2 separate regions of the Mus musculus genome follow, and region 2 is linked to region 1. Evidence: chromatin contacts called from public promoter capture Hi-C data. All regions are on one chromosome and are shown on one strand. Each heading gives the region's core, a stretch centred on a gene start, on an enhancer-like site or on the middle of the called end of the contact. The rest is flanking DNA. Distances are from core to core; before and after follow the strand shown.

Region 1 (5,555 bases), core at 2,034-4,533:
ACTGGTAACTTTCTATTTACCCTTTAATATTCATGACGAATAACTTCTCCCATCTATATGGACTTCCCTGCTCTTCCCAAGGAAAACTGCACTTTACTGAGTCTTACTTAGCATGTTAGACCTTTTCCCTTTTTCTATTACCAGAATAGAAAGTTGACAAGGTTGATGTTATTAGCAACTGAACAGCAGGGGGGGAACTGGCTGCTCAGGGTAGCTCAGTCAGTATTTGGGGCACTGGTTGTCAACCTTAACACCGTGACCCTTTAATACAGTTCCTCATGTTGAGATAACCTCAATCATAAAATTATTTTTGTTGATACTTCATAACTGTAATTGTGCTACTGTTATGAATCATAATGTAAATATCTGATATGTGACCCCTGTGAAAGGGTCAAGACCCGAGACCCACAGGTTTGGAATTGCCAACAAGGTAGCTAGATGATGATCAGCATGTACAACAAAGGGTTTCAGTAATGACCTTTAAAGAACAAAATCCCTTATTTTTAAAAAATTAAAAACAAACAAACAAAAAAAACTATGACTGTAACTCTTTCAAGATTGGGGGTGTGTGTGTGTATGTGTGGATATGTGTGTGTGTGTGGGGGGGGGTTCCTCTGGACACTCACCTCCATTCTTTCTTGTCCTGTGGTAGAAACAAACCCTGAAGCTCGACCACAAACTCCTCATGCAATAAACAGTGAGAAACAGGAATACTAGAAGAGAAGAATACAATAAAATAACTTTATTAGAAGACAAGAAATAGAGAGAGGTCAACAGTCTGAAGTCAAATCCAAGCTTGAATTTTTATTTTTATTTACATATTTGGAGACAGAGTCTCACTGAGTAGCCCTGGCTGGCCTGGGAGTCACTACCTAGACCAGTGTGGCCTCAGACTTGCAGCAATCCTTCTTCTGCCTCTTGAGTCCTAGGATCACAGGTGTGTGCCACCACACCCAGCCCAGCCACAGATGTTACACCAAGGTGTCCTGGGTTTGTAAGTCCCACAGATGGTTGGTTACCTGTGTGGCTTCCTGAGGAAAGGATCCATAGTCTTTCCCTCTTCTCACTTTCTAAACCAAAGCATGGCCATAATTATTATTATTGTTATTATTTTGGTTGTTTGAGACAGGGTTTCTCTGTGTAGCCCTGGCTGTCCTGGAACTCACTCTGTATTTTTTTCTTCCTGACTGTCCTATGATGCCCACATTGCAACCCTCCCAGGGATGGCTTATAGTCTAAGGCAGGCTATAGGGCAGGCCTGCTGTGACTTCTCCTCAGGTTCTCCCATTACCCTTTATCCATTAATACCCTATTAGGTGCCACGTGCTGTTACTCACGTGTCTCCCTCTTACAATAACTTACTCATGTGCTGCTTGCCTGGCATAAAATCTTAAATGTCCCTCCTTATTACTTATAGAAGAAAAATATGTGAACAGGTTTGAGTGAAGGTCTAAAGCATTCTCCCGTGACTTGTAAAACTGTCTGCAGTCTGCTCCTCAGACACACTGCAAGCCTCGAGTGAAAGTACTGTACTAGTCTGTATTGCAGTGTAGCCATGTAAGTGACACACTGTTTAAGAATCTTCACTCTCTTTTTCAAGATTGATTTATTTCTATTTTATGTTTAGGGATATTTTGCCTGCATGTGTGTCTATACACCAAGTACATGCTGGGCCTTCAGAGGCCAGAAGTGGGCACCCGATCCCCTGGAACTGAAGTTATAGACATTTGACAGCCCCTAAGTGGGTGCTGGAAATTGAAGCTAGGGCCTCTGGAAGAACAGCCAGTGCTCTTAAAGGTTGGCCCATCTCTCCAGTCCACAAGAACATTTCTTTTAATGTTGAAACAAACCTAAGACCAACATTGATGCACAATTCCTATAAACATGAGCACACATGTGTCTTAAAACATTTGAGCAGGGTACCAAATCTCAGTATATTTAGAAACATTATCTATATAATATTTCTAGAAATAAATAGTAAATTCTGGTACAAAGTGGAGACACAAATCATACAAGTTATTCCAGTACTACTATTCATTAGTATATTACTAATATTCATTAGTATATTAGTATAGCTATGATACTGAAAAAAAAATAACCATGCTCTACAAAGTCCAGCTGAATAGAGAGCAGGGAGAAATGTTAAATGACACCACAGTGTAATTTCACTTCGAGAATGTCAACACCCGGTATGTTAAGATTGTCACACTTGCCGGGCGGTGGTGGCGCACGACTTTAATCCCAGCACTTGGGAGGCAGAGGCAGGCGGATTTCTGAGTTCGAGGCCAGCCTGGTCTACAGAGTGAGTTCCAGGACAGCCAGGGCTATACAGAGAAACCCTGTCTGGGAAAAAAAAAAAAAAAAAAAAAGATTGTCACACTTGACTTTCCTCACTTTAGACAAGATGCTTGAGGTTTCTAGGTCTCAGCTTTCACATCTGCAGAACCTGCGATCCACATCAACCTCTGATGTTTCTTTCAGCACTAACTCCCTACAGCAGCGGTTCTCAACCTTCCTAATACCCGTTACAACAGTTATGGTGACCCCAATCATAAAATCATTCCCATTGCTACTTTATAACTGTAATTTTTGCCGTTTTGAATCGCAATGTAAAAATATCTGATTTGCAGGATAACTGAAATGCAACCCCTGTGAAAGCGTCCTTAGATCCTGAAGGTCGTGACCCGCAGGTTGAGAAACACTGCCCTAAAGACTCTGGCTCTCTCTGGGTTGTTAACGTCATGCCACTAGATGAAGGAGAAAAGCTTGTGTCTAATTAACATGTTTTAACCTTAAACGTAAAATTTAAATGGCGACCTAAAATTGGTACAAGACTAGCAAATTAATTCCCATGTCCACTGTTTGTTTACACTTTTTAGAGGGAGCAGAAAGGATGCCGGGGCAAAGGGGAGTGGCTAAGTAAGGCCAGACAGGTGCCTAGAAACTTGAAGCAGACTCTAGAAGGATCGGAGTGTGGGTGAGTCCGCGTCCCAAGGCAGCTGAAGTGACCAGGCTGGGTCACTCCGTGTAACCGGGCCGGGCTGGAGACTCACTCGGTGGCCTGCACGAAGCCGCATGTGTTCGTCCGGCACACGTAGAAGCTCTTTCCCTTATTCGGGCCATCGCGGACGCCGGTCTTTAAGAAGCAGGCGTCCCCTGAGGAAACAAGAAGGTCAGCATCGGCCACTCCAAGCCAGTCCCACAGTCCCCGGGAGGGAAATCCCGAGACTGAGGCCTTACCGTGCTCCGGACACTTAACCAGGTCCATACCGCAGCCAGGAAGCCCTGGCCCGCCGGGTTTCCGTCTTTGACTCCGCCCCGTCCCGCCCACCACAACACTCCACCAATCAAGCGGGAGAGTCTCTCACTTTCAACCAATTACAGTCTCCCTCAGGCTTGGCGCGCTCTGAAATCAAACTTGGAGTGAGGAGGCGTGGCTGAGCTCCAGTGAGGACGCCGGCATGCTCCCTGGCTTGGGGAAAGCAGGACTTGGAGAGAAGTGGACGAGGCTGAGCTTGGGAGACTCCAGAGGAACCACTAGACCCAGAGGGAGCCAGAGCCGCTTGCCTGCTCGGGAAGCAGCCACTGTGGGCGGGAACACTTCAACTTGAGGCGGCCAAAAGGCGGGAGCATCCCTTAAAACTTTGGGAATCTACTGCATAGTCTGTAATAAGCACAAAGACTCCCTTAGGACCCCGGGCAACCTTTAAATGAGTGCAGGGCGTCCACGGGGTCACCAAAGATTGAACATCTGCACAGATCTCAGTTCCAGGTTCCGCGCTCTTTGAGTCTTAGGCTGCCTTCCCCTGGTGAGGTTCTAAGGACCGCCTGGTGTGGACGCCCTGGGTCTGAGAGAAGAACCTGAGGGCAATACAAGACCTTGCGTGCTTACTAATTTTACATTGTGTGTTTTGCATTGTCAAACCTTTTGAACTTATTTTGCATTTGTACTTTTAAAAAACCGAGAGTGACGCATGGTGGCGCACGCCTTTAATCCCAGCACTTGGAAGGCAGAGGCAGGCAGATTTCTGAGTTCAATGCCAGTCTGGTCTACAAAGTGAGTTCCAGGACAGCCAGGGCTACACAGAGAAACCCTGTCTCGAAAAACCAAAAAGAAAAAAAAAAAGAAAGAAAAGGAAAGGAAAGAACTTGTAATGGATTCTTTCAGTGAGCAGAAGGTGAGGAATGACTATCGGAGCTTGGCTGCAATAGCCATGACTTCATATTTCAGCAGTTGAAGATCATGTGTCTTGGAGTGGCACACACAACTGCTATGAGGACAGAAAAGCTGCAATGTCTAAGAAGTCTGGGCTATATGGAGGCTGTAAATGTTTTAGGAGTTCAGAGTCCAGACAGTCCCGAGGTATCATTTATGAATTAAGCAGTTCTTACTAAATAGCTTTTTTGGTGTCCCAAGAGGAGTAGGTGTTTGAGAAATATAAAGTTCATTTAATGCATACATTTAAAGCAACTGTTCTAACCACAAGGGGCTTACTGAGTGGAAGAAGCTGAACTAGCCTCTACCTAATGCTTAAATAAATATAAAATAGTATATAAATGTCAAGATGAATGGAGTCAGCAGCAAACCCCGGAGAGCTTGAGAGAGAGATGAATTTCCAAGTGCACGCAGTGTGGCACGCCCCACCCCAGTTCTCCAGTGAAAGTTTATACAAACAGATTTTCTTTATTCCTAGATTGCAATTCCAAGATCTGTATTATATGCATGTGAAGTGGATACCATCTGAGGAGGTGGAGACCACAAACACTAAGGTTTGGGGAAAGAGGACCACGGTGATTCTTGTAGTGAGAATTTTGGTTTCTTTAAAAAAACACAGAAATATAAAGAATGTTTTGTTTGTTTGTTTGTTTGTTTTAACCCCAGGTGGGGCTGCTTCAGATTGTCCACAGCAGCTGACTGTAATTTGCCTCATGCTCTAACAGGGGTGTGGTTTTGCCAGCTGCAGATGGTTTCTGAGAGTGTGTGGAATTCTGGGGACTCTTCAGAGGGTATATAAATACTAGGGCCTGATACTAGGAACTGATTGGCTGCTCAGCGGTTGGATGCTGTTGACTGTGATTTGTTAAGCAGTTGTGTGCAAAGAGATGAAAAGAAGAAATTAGATATGATGGTGAAGAAGCTCAAACTTGCCCCAAGAAACTCGACGCCCCTAATCAGCAGGAAGTTGTCTAACAATAATGTCACCCCTTTCCCCCTCTGCCCTTTTGTCTTTTCTACCTAGTGTTAGGGGGTGGAAAGGAGAGGGGTGGAAAAGAGTGGAATTTTAAAAAATTCACAAAGTACCCAAAAGTCTGGTGATATCTCTCTATATAGATATAGATATAGATAGATATATATCTCCCTCTTTTCCATGTATGCCTACAGGCCAGAAGAGGGCACCAGATCTCATTATAGGTGGTTATGAGCCACCATGTGGTTGCTGGGATTTGAACTCATACAGCAAGAGCTCTTAATCTCGGAGGCATTTCTCCAGCCCCAGGTTACAGGTTCTTTCCTGCACAAGATGACTTTGAGACTAGACAAAGTCCAGGTCTCA
Region 2 (6,047 bases), core at 1,504-4,003, 2.1 Mb after region 1:
TATGGTTGGAAATAACTGCTCTGAGTTCATCCCTCACTCATTCATGCATTCTGTGCTTTCTTTGCCACTCTCCTCTGGCTGGGTTTAGTAGGAACTATTTTACACTTCTATCTCTATCTAATTTTGTCTTTTTCTGCTAGTCATTGCTTTGTTTGAGATAGGTCTCAGTTTTATATCCGTGACTTACCTTACTTTCAGCTTGCTGCCATGTGCCACCATATCTATTTTTCTATCTCTGGTATTTATTGTCTGGCTTTGAGTCCTATAACCCTGACCTGAGAAACACTTAGGTACTATGATGCGTTAGCACTGTGTGTGCTGTAGCTTAAATACTAAACGGTTATATGATCCTTGTACTTAAGAGTTTAGCTTATTGGCTCGCTCTTTCTGTCTACTCACTTTTAGACTTTGTGCTGCTGAAATGTTTGAGATAGGTCTCAGTTTTATACCTTAGTCATTCTAACTTATGCTATTAGGTTTTTAATCTCAACATTGTTCCTTTAAGAGATAGGAATCTAGACCTATTTCTTCATATTTGGCTTTTTTTCAAGATTTTTTTTTTTTAACATCTTTTACCTTGTTTTGTGTATCTGGAATTAGTCTCTCTGTTGACAAGTCTAGGATTCTTTATAGCTCCAATGCTGTTGAAACTCTGAGCTGGGAAGTATATATAAACTTGTCTGTCTTGTCTTGCTAGCTAAGATGAGGCAAGAAGAGTCTCCCTCATTAAAAGTGAGTCATTTGGGTAGGGAACATACAACTGCTTGCCTTCTTCCCAGCAATTGTTGGTTCTTCTCACTTTCACTCTTACAGTGAAGGCCCCAAAGCTGTTGCAGCTCCTCGACCTGACCGGTTGGTCAATCGCCTAAAGAACATCACCCTGGATGATGCCAGTGCTCCACGTCTAATGGTTCTTCGTCAGCCAAGGGGACCAGATAACTCAATGGTATGATTTCATTAGGGATGTGAGGGAGGTCAACTAATAATCTTACTTGAGCTTAAAGAAGTTAGTGAAGCAAGCAAGGGTTGCTTATCACTAATTTGGACTCCCTAACACATTAATTCAGACCCTAATAGAGTAGATGCTTTCTATAAGAAGCACTTCTTTCCGTTTTGAGATAGGGTCTCATATGTAGATTAGAGTGGCCTTGAACTCCCCACTCTCTGCTTTGCCCATGGTAGGATAACTGATTACACCAAGAAGTGCATTTCTTGGTATATTCTATTTAATAAGTTTCTTACTCTTAGGAGAGAATTGGTAGTGGATATGATAAATACTTTCATAGTTGATTTTAGAATTGTATGTTGTGATTGTCAATACACTCAAATCATTAACTGTTATATTTCTTCATAGGGATTTGGTGCAGAAAGAAAGATCCGTCAAGCTGGTGTCATTGACTAACCACGTCCACAAAGCACATCATTAATTCACTATGGTCGAGTTGGGGGGATTCTGGTGAAGGGTTCTGAATATCTTTCTCTTCATCCCTCCCAAAATCTGGAATACTTATTCTATTGAGCTATTACACCAGTTTTAACACCTTCCTCGTGTTATGTTTAAAGAAAAAAATAAATAAATTTAAGAAACCATTTTAAAATTATGCACAGTTGCAGCCTGGAAAACTTAAAGGTGGCGCCTTATAGTGTCAATTTAGGAGCTTTATTTGGTGCATTTAACGCAACTGGTAATTGCAAATTCCACTTGGCCTGTGTAAGTGAACAATGCAGACTGTTACTTTGTTGGCCCTATGAAATTCTGCACTCTAGTCAGTATATACTCTACCTTCATGACTTAACACTCAGCTGCATTCTTTTCCTATTTTTTCCCTGTTCATTATGCTTTAATTCTGAGGACCATATGAAGGTAGAATATATTACCTTTAAAAATTGCAAAAATTTATATAGCAAACGATATTCTTAAGTTGATGGCCAAATGTTAAAATGTTATTTTCATATCATTTATAATCTTGTCACAATCCACTTAACGAAGTTTGATTACATTTCAGTGAAAATTATCTTCCCGAGTAGTTTTTTTTTTTTTTTCTTCCTGGGATGGGGGGGGTAAATAACTTTACTACAATTAGTATGTGTGGTGCAGAATTTCATGCAAATGAAGTGTGCCAGCAGTGTGATAATTTAAACATATTTAAACAAAAGACGAATGCACAAAATTGCTGCTGCTTAGATCACTGCAGCTTCTAGGACCCAGTTTCTTTTACTGATTTAAAAACAAAATGAACAAAAAAATAATAATAATAAAAAAGTTGTGCCTGAAATGAATCCTGTTTTTTTTAATAAATAGCCCCGTGGTTCCAGTGCCCTGTTCAATACAGGCACTTGATCCTTGGTGTAGCTTCTGTTCAACTTTGTATCACGGGAACGGATTGGCCTGATTTCTCGGCCTTCATCTTGAATTGGCCCCAAACAGGGTCCCTGGCAAGTGGAGTGAAGGCTTTTTGTCTAACAATGACAAGGGTCAGCTCAGGGGTTGTCGGGGAGGGCGCTTTCATCTTCCCCGTTGTCATTTGAGGTTTTGAACTCTGGGTAAAGAGGCCGTTTATCTTTGTAAACACAAAACATTTTTGCTTTCTCCGGTTTTATGTTAATGGCGAAAGAATGGAAGCGAATAAAGTTTTACTGATTTTTGAGACACTAGCACCTAGCGCTTTCATTATTGAAATGGGGGCGGGGCGGGGCTGGACTGGGTGCGGCCGGCTGCAAGACTCTAGTCGTCGGCCCACGTGGCTGGGGCGGGGACTGGGGCGCCTTGGGCGCCTAGTGATTACGTAGCGGGTGGGGCCGGAAGTGCCGCTCCCTGGCGGGGGCTGTTCATGGCGGTTTCGGGGTCTCCAACAGCTTCTCAGGTTGAAGTCCAAAAGCCTCCCGAGGCGGGGTCTGCGGAGTTTGAGGTAAAGCTCCGGCCTGCCTGGCGTCGGACTTCTCAGCGTGTGAACGCCTGGCGGGGCGGGGAGACGCGGAGACTTGGCGAGCTGAAACAAAGGCTTGGGTGGGGGACTCTGGCTGGCTCTGGGGTGATTTTCGGAGCCGGAAAGGGGAGTTTCGGGAAGTGGTTGTGCCAGGCGGACCCCAGAGCTTGGGTTTGCAGGAATTGGAAGAGGGGGGTTCTTTTCCCGTAAACTGAGGGCGGGGCCGAGTAGATTGAAAAAATAGTCGCTGGTCTTTAATCCAATAATCTGGCCCGCACTCATCTGCAAGGAATGCTATGTTTCTGAATCACTTTGAGAACTTAGTGGAAGGCCACGTGTATCGAATGGGTGCCTTAGAAACAGAAGAGTTTGGTAAACTCATAGAAGCCCTTGAAGTATTGTAGGTTTGGTTTGCCAGTTTAATCGTAATTGCTGCTTTTCTACAGGTTTTTGCTGGTGTGAAATGACTGAGTACAAACTGGTGGTGGTTGGAGCAGGTGGTGTTGGGAAAAGCGCCTTGACGATCCAGCTAATCCAGAACCACTTTGTGGATGAATATGATCCCACCATAGAGGTGAGGCCCAGCCCCTGCCTGGCCCTTATCCTCACTTTGGGCTTTCTCTTGCCCATAACGGCTCTTTGAAAGTAAAGAGAAGAGAAAGCAAGGAGGTATTCCAAAAAAGCAGTAAACAAGTTCGTGCTTACTGAGGATTTCCTTTTAAAAGAACACAGTTTTCATTGTTTCTTTATGTCACAGCTCTTTAATAGAAACGTAGGTCACAAGGAAAAAGATTGTAGGCGATCATACAGTGAGGATAGAGAACTCAGAGCTCTGGATAGTCTGAAGTTGTCATTTTTGATCTAGTCCAGATTGAGTTGGGGTAGAAACAAGTTGAGATTTTGAGTCATTGTATCTAGGAATTTCTTCACAATTTAGTTACGGATATTGAGGAAAATCACCTAAATCCTTACAAGTCTCATATTTCTATATGACGTTAAATTTCTATCACTTCCCTGGGATTAATGGTGCAGGTATGTATAAGTCCAATTTGTAAGCATTCAAGAGGCTGAGGGAGGAGGTTTCAATTTCTAGGCTTGCCTGAACTACTTACTGAGGCCCTGTTTACAAAAACCAAATATTTTTTTCATGTGTAAACCTGTTCTAACACACAGGAATGTTAGTTAAATTCAGATGTCTACACAGGTTACATTTTAATATATTCATGAAACAAAATATAAGCACATTTCCAAAACCACAGATAAGGTCTTCTAAGTTTGGACTATTATATAATAAAAATAAGAATTTGGCCATAAATCCATACTAGATGTTTCTGGTTTTGTTATTTTTTATTAGTGGTTTTGTTTTCTTTGGTTTTTTGTTTTTGTTGTTGTTGTTGTTATTGTTTGTTTGTTTTTTGTTTTTGTCTTAACCTCATAACTCAGGCTGGTTTTGTTTTTGTTTTGTTTTTTTTTGAAACAGGGTCTCACTGCACTACCCTGGCTGGCCTGAGACTTGAACTCACAGATATAAATTCACCTGCCCTTATGTCATGTGTGCATGCATGCGTGTGATTATGTATGTGTATGTTTGTTTGCTATTCATGCTACTGTTAGCGGGTTGAGGGTAAATCACATAGGTAGGCGTATTCATCCTGGTTAATTACATTTCTCTGGTTTTAAATAAAGATTGAGCCTGTCCTTGTCCCCCCCACCACCACCTCCTCACTCTTTCATATTCCCAGGATTCTTACCGAAAGCAAGTGGTGATTGATGGTGAGACCTGCCTGCTGGACATACTGGACACAGCTGGACAAGAGGAGTACAGTGCCATGAGAGACCAGTACATGAGGACAGGCGAAGGGTTCCTCTGTGTATTTGCCATCAATAATAGCAAATCATTTGCAGATATTAACCTCTACAGGTACTGGGGATATTTTCTGAAACAAAAAATTTGTATGTGCTCTGAAACTATACTAAAGTATATGGACTTAGGAAACATACAACTTTTTAACATTTTGGTGATATTGTTTTGTTTTGTTTTGTTTTGTGGAGGCCAGAACAAGTGCAACAGCAGATATGTGCCATGGGAGGCAGAAGACAGCTAATAAAAGCTCCCTCCTTAGGGCCTGGGCATCTTGGCTTAGTTAGCAGGCGCCTTTGCCCATGGACCATCTTTAAACCCCAAATATTAAAAAGAATCTGCTAGGCAGTGATGGTGCACACCTTTAATCCCAGCACTCAGGAGGCAAAGGCAGGCGGATTTCTAAGTTCGAGGCCAGCCTGGTTTACAGAGTGAGTTCCAGGACAGACAGGGCTACACAGAGAAACCCTGTCTCAAAAAACAAAAGAAAGAAAAAGAGAAGAATCTGATTTTCACTGAGTGTGTGGTGTACTGTCACGGTACTACTCGGGAAATGGGGTCTGCTACAGAGTAACAGTAAGACTTCTCAGAGAACTGGTGAGTTTCAGAGCTATTTGGGCCCTAAGGATTTTAGTACAACATTCTTACTCATTTTACATTTTTGAGACAGGATGTTGCTATGTATCCCAGACTTACCTTGAATTTAGCACTTGGCCTCAGCCTTCCAAGTGCTAACTTTATAGGTATATGCCAACACTCCCAGCCAATATTCTGAGTTCAGAGGTGTTAGATTTTCAGAGTTGTTGTGATTTTTCTGTTTGTTTGTTTAAGTTTGGTCTGGTTTTAAAGACAGGGTTTCTTTGTGTGGCCTGGAACTCTTTGATCAGGCTAGCCTTGAACTCACAGAGCTCCACCTGCCTCTGCCTCTGCCTCCCCAGTTCTGGGATTAAAGGCATGCACCACCACTGCCCATCCATATAGCAGAGGTAGACCCCCAAAACACTGGGTCTCTCTCTCTTACAGCAGCATTCTATCTTTAGTCACTGTCAAAGTTAAAACATGGCTCTGTTATTAATTAGCTAAGTAACTTTAGGACAAAATACTAAATCTGTGTGTCTCTGTGTTTCTGAATTTATTATAAGAATACCTCCATCAGCCGGGCGTAGTGGCGCACGAGGTGTTGGCAGACTTACAAAGTATACACAATGGGTCAGACACTGTTCTGAATATGTATGAATTTGTTTACTCTTGGCAACTTT

What was found. Promoter capture Hi-C pulls out the DNA fragments that hold promoters and counts their contacts.
Region 2: a promoter capture Hi-C map of pre-B cells shows a contact between it and region 1, with 6 times the contacts expected there. The contact joins the promoter of Nras here to the promoter of Ttf2 in region 1.

What each region holds. Positions count from the first base shown.
Region 1 is chr3:100,966,380-100,971,934 of GRCm38.p6, forward strand. It overlaps Ttf2 (transcription termination factor, RNA polymerase II), which reads right to left and starts at 3,284. Exons shown (of 23, transcript NM_001013026.2): 1 at 3,241-3,284; 2 at 3,054-3,156; 3 at 627-713. The coding sequence starts at 3,268.
Region 2 is chr3:103,055,532-103,061,578 of GRCm38.p6, forward strand. Nras (neuroblastoma ras oncogene) reads left to right here and starts at 2,754. Exons shown (of 7, transcript NM_010937.2): 1 at 2,754-2,909; 2 at 3,374-3,501; 3 at 4,670-4,848. The coding sequence starts at 3,391. Csde1 (cold shock domain containing E1, RNA binding) reads left to right here. Exons shown (of 19, transcript NM_001161854.2): 18 at 814-946; 19 at 1,355-2,655. The coding sequence ends at 1,402.